Regions from separate parts of the Gossypium hirsutum genome. Here region 1 is linked to region 2. Evidence: chromatin contacts called from public Hi-C data. All regions are on one chromosome and are shown on one strand. Each heading gives the region's core, a stretch centred on a gene start, on an enhancer-like site or on the middle of the called end of the contact. The rest is flanking DNA. Distances are from core to core; before and after follow the strand shown. Region 1 holds the start of LOC107931202 (heavy metal-associated isoprenylated plant protein 6). Region 2 holds the start of LOC107931243 (S-adenosylmethionine synthase 4).

What was found. Hi-C and Micro-C count contacts between places; a contact is called where the count stands out from the background.
Region 1: a contact with region 2 is called in a Hi-C map of leaf, with 2.6 times the contacts expected there. The contact joins the promoter of LOC107931202 here to the promoter of LOC107931243 in region 2. A contact is called at or near these places in 2 of 34 Hi-C or Micro-C datasets (both in leaf).

The regions. Positions count from the first base shown.
Region 1 is chrA04:65,604,677-65,607,801 of Gossypium_hirsutum_v2.1, forward strand. LOC107931202 (heavy metal-associated isoprenylated plant protein 6) reads right to left here and starts at 1,521. Exons shown (of 5, transcript XM_016863007.2): 1 at 1,309-1,521; 2 at 1,030-1,183; 3 at 540-763; 4 at 260-338; 5 at 1-128. The coding sequence starts at 1,317.
Region 2 is chrA04:65,441,981-65,445,193 of Gossypium_hirsutum_v2.1, forward strand. LOC107931243 (S-adenosylmethionine synthase 4) reads right to left here and starts at 1,898. Exons shown (of 2, transcript XM_016863076.2): 1 at 1,576-1,898; 2 at 1-825. The coding sequence starts at 823.

The sequences.
Region 1 (3,125 bases), core at 271-2,770, 160 kb after region 2:
CTTAGGGGGAACCACCTCTACATTTCGTCTCAACTTCTCCCTGAGATAAGGAACGATGTCTTTCACGTCCATTGTGCCTTTTACGGTTACTAAATCTTTAGCTCCATCCACGTCCACTGATTGAACTCCTATTTTAATTCATTTAAAAACAAAACACATGCATCAGGATTACGTTGTGTAATTAAACAAACACCGTCATAGGCTATACGCTACTAATTAAATATTGAATCAATTCAAAATTAATCATGATTAAACTTACCATTAACTTTCAAGATGATTTTGCGAATTTTGTGAATGCAACCGTCACAATGTGTTCTAATCTTCAAGACCACCGTACTCTGTTGCCAAAAAAAAAAATGAAACACAATTAATTAGGCAAAACTCTAACAAATCAGCATTCATAATTTTAAACCAAACTCTAATTGAATACGTTACTAAATTTTTAATTTTCCGATTTGTACAACTCAACTTCTCCAGATTCTTTGCATGACTAACATGCGCACATTAAAACCGTTTTTTTCTTTTTTGGGTGAAATTACCTCTTTAGGTGGCTTTTTCTCTTCCTTTTTCTCTTCAGGTTTCTTCTCGGCGTCGGGCTTTTTATCACCGCCGGCGGGGGCGGCATCCTTTTTAGGTTGAGGAGAAATTAGGTCGACTTTCTTCTTGGTTTTCTCAGCCAATCTATCTCTGATTTTGGCGGGATCCACTTTGCCAATCACAGTTAGTTTGTTGGCTCCACAATCCGCTTTCACATCTTCCACACCTTCACCGACAACAACAACAATCCGTGTTAGGAAATATTCAATTAGATTTCCACTTACTCCAATGTCTGAAATTATTTTCTTTTTTTTCCCTCTTTCTAATTAAGGTTGAAAAAAATTAGCACCACAGTCCATCCCTTATCCAATTCCTCGATCAACACGGAAAATTTGACGAACAATCCAAAAGGAGTAAGCTCAAGGAAATTCCCTTAAATATTTTGACAAGTTCCGAAACTTATTTATAATTATTCAATCATAAACTAATTACCTTCATAATGCTTAATCGAGCGTTTGATCTTCTTGGCACAGCCTTCACAATGCATATCAATCTTGTATACGGCGGTGACCTTGCCGTCATCTTTCTTAGAGCCGGAATCGGCGGCGGGCTTCTTCTCGGCTTCAGGTTTAGCTCCTTCTTTTTGCTGGTAAATGAATAACAAAATAATATTAAGCACAAGAAGGAAAAAGAAAAACTAAAAAATTTGGAGGATTGAAAGGAAAAAATGAAAACCAGAGAGGATCAGTTAGACAAGAGCTACTCACTAACCTCACCCATTGGTTGACTGAATTATTATTCGTTATACCGATTTGGTTTGTTTTTAGTTGGGAGATTGAGAGGATTAGCAATGAGCTGCTTGAAGAGAAAAATTGGAGGCAAAGAAGAGAATATATAGAGAAGTGAGGCGGTTAATGGGGTATGGGTGTATGTATGATGATGTATGTCATGTATGGCTGTTGAGGAAGGAAATGCATGTGATGATGATGGTGATGGGGATTTGACGTTAGGTATGGCATTTAAGTGATGAAGTCATGAAGGGTTTTTTTTTTCATATAAACCTATATATTTTAAGGTGTTACAAACTAAAATAAAATTTTTATAAAAAAATATTTCTACTAACTAAAATTTTTGATTTAATTTTTAATGTTTTTATATCTAGTTAAAATACTTTCTATAGTTAACTTCTATTTAAATTAGATAAAAATATTATAAAATTTAATCAGCATAATAACTTTTATAAATAACTTTTTTTTCACATTTGCATTATTAATGATTAATACTTTATTTTGAATTGTAATTTATTATCAACATAATTTATAACTAAGCCCATTAATTACCATAATAATAAATAGTAAATACTTATAATTTCAATAATTTGTTTCATATTAAATTTTATTTGCTATAACCATCTTTTAAAAGTAAATTAATATCATATACAATAATAAATATGTAACCACAACAATTAATGAAAAACTTAAATAAAATAAAACAAATATTTAAAGCATGCAATAATAAATATGTAACCACAACAATTAATGAAAAACTTAAATAAAATAAAACAAATATTTAAAGCCCACCTTTCTTTCTTTCATTTTATGCATGTGTGAAGGCCTATAAATAGGATTACTAAAGAGATGATGAAATACAACAAAAAGTTATAAATCAGATCATGATAGTTTAATGTTTTTTAACCTTATTTTCCTATTTAAAAATTTTCTATTTTACATAATTTATTTTAATATTATTTATTCTCCATATATATATATTTACATTAAGATTATAGACGGGAGTCATCCATTAAGATATACATTGTACAACGAACAACTTAAAATTAATGAAAAATTTGTTGAAGAGCTGAAATGAACAAGAACATCATAAAGATTAATCAAGAAGATTCAAGGGTTGAATAATATGCAATATTTTCTACAATATTAAGGCTATATTATTTTATGTTATTTGTGAAAATGTATGAATTTTTAAAAATTTAAAATAAAATACTAAATTATAATTAATAGATACAACTAACCTGTACAATGCATAAGATAAAAAAAATTAGTTTACTATAATGTTTGGCAAGAATTCAAAATTTACGTTATAATAGTGCATTTTTTTATGAGTTAATATTTGTTGTTTCATCAATACATGAGTTTTATGTATCATTAATAAATAACAAAATTCCATCTCTTCACTAGTAAAATAAAAAAAATTGAAGACATAAAAATAAAAATTAATTTTTTTTTAAACCTGAACTTAAAAGACAAAATTCAAAACGCAAAATTCAAATCCAATATAAAACTTTTTTTATCCAAATATAAAAATTTAAGTCATAAACCATAAATTATAAACCTATAACCCTTATTTAAATAAAGTTATTAATATTATTTATTCATTTATAAGTTTTCTACTAATTTTTTTTGTTTTAGCTGATGATGAGATATCTAATAAAATAAAATTAATTTAAAATAATTTCAACAAAAAAAATTATAAATTTTAATATTTTACTTTAATATTTTAAAATAATAAGTTAATAATATAATATTAAAATTAAATAAAAAGTTGTTATTAAAAATAAACTTGGTTTCTTT
Region 2 (3,213 bases), core at 648-3,147:
GATCCTTTCCTGAGAAGGCACCTCCACCATGAGCACCCCACCCACCATAGGTATCAATAATTATCTTTCGGCCAGTGAGTCCCGCATCTCCATGAGGTCCACCGATTACAAACCTACCAGATGGGTTGAGATGGAAAATGGTTTTGTCATCGAGATACTTCGCAGGAATAACAGGCTTAATAACATGTTCTTTCAAATCTGCATGGATCTTCTCATTGGTGACAGTCTCATCATGTTGGGTTGAAATGAGAATTGTGTGAACACGAATAGGGACCATGGCTCCACCCTCATTACGATACTCGACAGTCACTTGGGTTTTACCGTCAGGCCTCAGCCATGGGCATGTCTTGTTCTTCCTCACTTCAGTGAGCCTGGCGCCGAGCTTGGTTGCAAGCACATGGGTTAGAGGCATAAACTCAGGGGTTTCATCAGTTGCATAACCGAACATGTGACCCTGGTCACCAGCCCCAATTTCCTCAGGCTTCTTGGTGAGGTGGCCATGAACTCCTTGAGCAATATCAGGGCTCTGTTGCTCAATGTTAACTAGAACTTTGCAGTTGTCAGCATCAAGGCCAACATCAGCTGATGTAAACCCTATACCTCTGCAAGTATCACGAACGATTTTCTCATAGTCAACTTTAGCGTTGGTTGTGATCTCGCCAAAGACCATAACCATGTTTGTCTTGGTACAAGTTTCACAAGCTACTTTGCTTTCTGGATCTTGTTCTAGGCATGCATCAAGAATAGCATCTGAAACCTGGTCGCAAATCTTGTCGGGGTGGCCCTCATTGACAGATTCGGAAGTGAATAGGAAGGTGTCCATATCTACCTTGTCACATCATAAGGCGCTAAATTAATGTTCCTTAAAGTGAAAATTTTAGTTGGAAAACAACAAATTTAACACACCACAGCTCAAAGTCTTATGGTAATAAAATCCAAAAAAAGAAACAAATATCCTCATCAGACTAGAATTCAACTTCAAAATTTCACTCTATGACACATTAATGCATTATTTCATTGTAAATATACTTCCTTTCTACGTTATCAAAAGTTTCTGAGAATTTGTTTTTTCATGTTAGAGTAAAAGATTAAATATACAATTAAACTACAAAGACAATGGAAATGATTATTATTCACGAAACAAAAAAAAATACATTTTATTTCAACATATAATCAACTTTTGCATCCAAATTACATTCTTGTTTTTAGGTGGGGAGGGTTGGTGGGGGGGGGGAAGCAAAGCAACCAAAAAGAACAATTCAACATTAGTTACCTAGGGATTTATGAAATCGAGCAATTTATGGACATAACAAAACATATAGAGAGATCAGTAGCATTCGAAAGCTACAACTTTTATAGATGAACCAAATATTATCCTTAATTTCACAAATCTGATGAACAAAAACAGAATCAAGAGTTTAATTATTAAAGAAAAAAAAAGCTCATTCTCAAACGAAATGAATTCCACTTCCATTTATAATAAAAAAGGAAATCTTGATAATATTCGAATCGATCTGTTCAAAGCATTTTATTGTGAAGGAAAAAGGAAAAAAGAGAAAGGAAAAGGAGCAGTACCTTTCAATGAGATCTGAAAGAAGAGATTGAAAATGGAAAGAGGAAGAGAGGAGAGGGAATTGAAGTACAGGGAGAAATGGGATATTATTTATATGACCGAAAGACGAATCGTTTGATTCGCTCTTAATCACTCGCGATTCCCCGCCCTTTTCGGTGTTTGGCTCTTCCCCTGCTTTTCTCCACCCCCCATATTGTATTATCTCCTGCTTCTCGTCACAATTTTTTTCAAACAATCTTGACCCTTTAAATTTTGACTATTTCTGGACGACGAGATTGGAGGGCAGAGATTGGATCTTGTATCAATATGTTGTAAATTCAAGTCCTCTTTCACGTTGATGTTGGGTCCAATTATATCAATCCTTTACAAGTAAAAGAAGTTGCATTAAATTTAGGGATAATTCTTATTTTATCCTCTAACTTTATAAAGGAAATTATTTTAACCATTTATTTAATTTTTTTTCTTCTTTCAACTCTTTAACTTACATTATTTATCAAATTATCTCAAAATAGATGAAAAAGTTAAAGTTTGTTAATTTTACTGATGTGGCATCCACATGTAGACCACATTAGCAATTAATTAAATTTTAAAATATTTTTTATAATTTTAAATGTTTTAAAATAATTTTTTAATTTTTAAATATTTTAAATAATCAATTGTTAATGAGACATTCAAGTGGCAATCTATTTGAATGTTATACCAGTAAAGTTAACGTTAACTTTCCCTCTATTTTTGGGTAATTTGACAAACAACGCAAGTTTAAGGATTAAAAGAAGCAAAAAATTAAATGAAGGGTTAAAATAATTTTTTTTAAAATTGATATATTTAAATATGTTAATAATGCATAATTATATTTAAAAATTAACAAAGCATAATTCTATAAATTGATGTTCGTTAATTAAGATAACGTCATCTCATTCAAATAATTTTATCATTATTTACTCTCTTTAAAATTTTCTAATAAGACTACCTATTATACATACATTATATAAGTGGTTTTTTTAAAAATAAATTAATGGTTATTGACAAAGTAAAAAAAAAAAAATTGTATAAGAATAAGAGTGACTTTTTATTTTTAAAAATTATCTTAGGAGAGCAACTCTCCTAACATATAGATGGACATGTTTTTTTTTTTTTTTGTTTTGATACAAATACATATTTGTATTGTTATATTTCGATATATCATTTCATGTTTATTAGTATTTTTTTTATTTTTATTTTACATGTAAACATATTTCAATTATAAACATATAAATATATTTATATGAAAATATTAATTTTAAAATTAATTAATTATGTTCAACAACTTAATTAAATTATTATATTTTATTTTCTAAAGTAATTATAAAAATAATTAAGATAAAAAATAAAAATTAATTTAAAAGTTTAAAATAATGTATGAATTGATAAGCATTACAAGCTTAAACTTATGGATACAAATCAAAATAGACAAAAATGTATCAGTGAAATTTATACCAACCTGAGTTTACACCAAAATGTAAACATATCCTATGCATTTTTATTTTAATAGAAATACCATAATAACGTACAATATTTATGTATACAGATTGATCCCCAACAACTATTGGGAATTCGGTTGAGCACTCATGTGTGTAAATGTTTTTCCTTCTTGTGTTGCT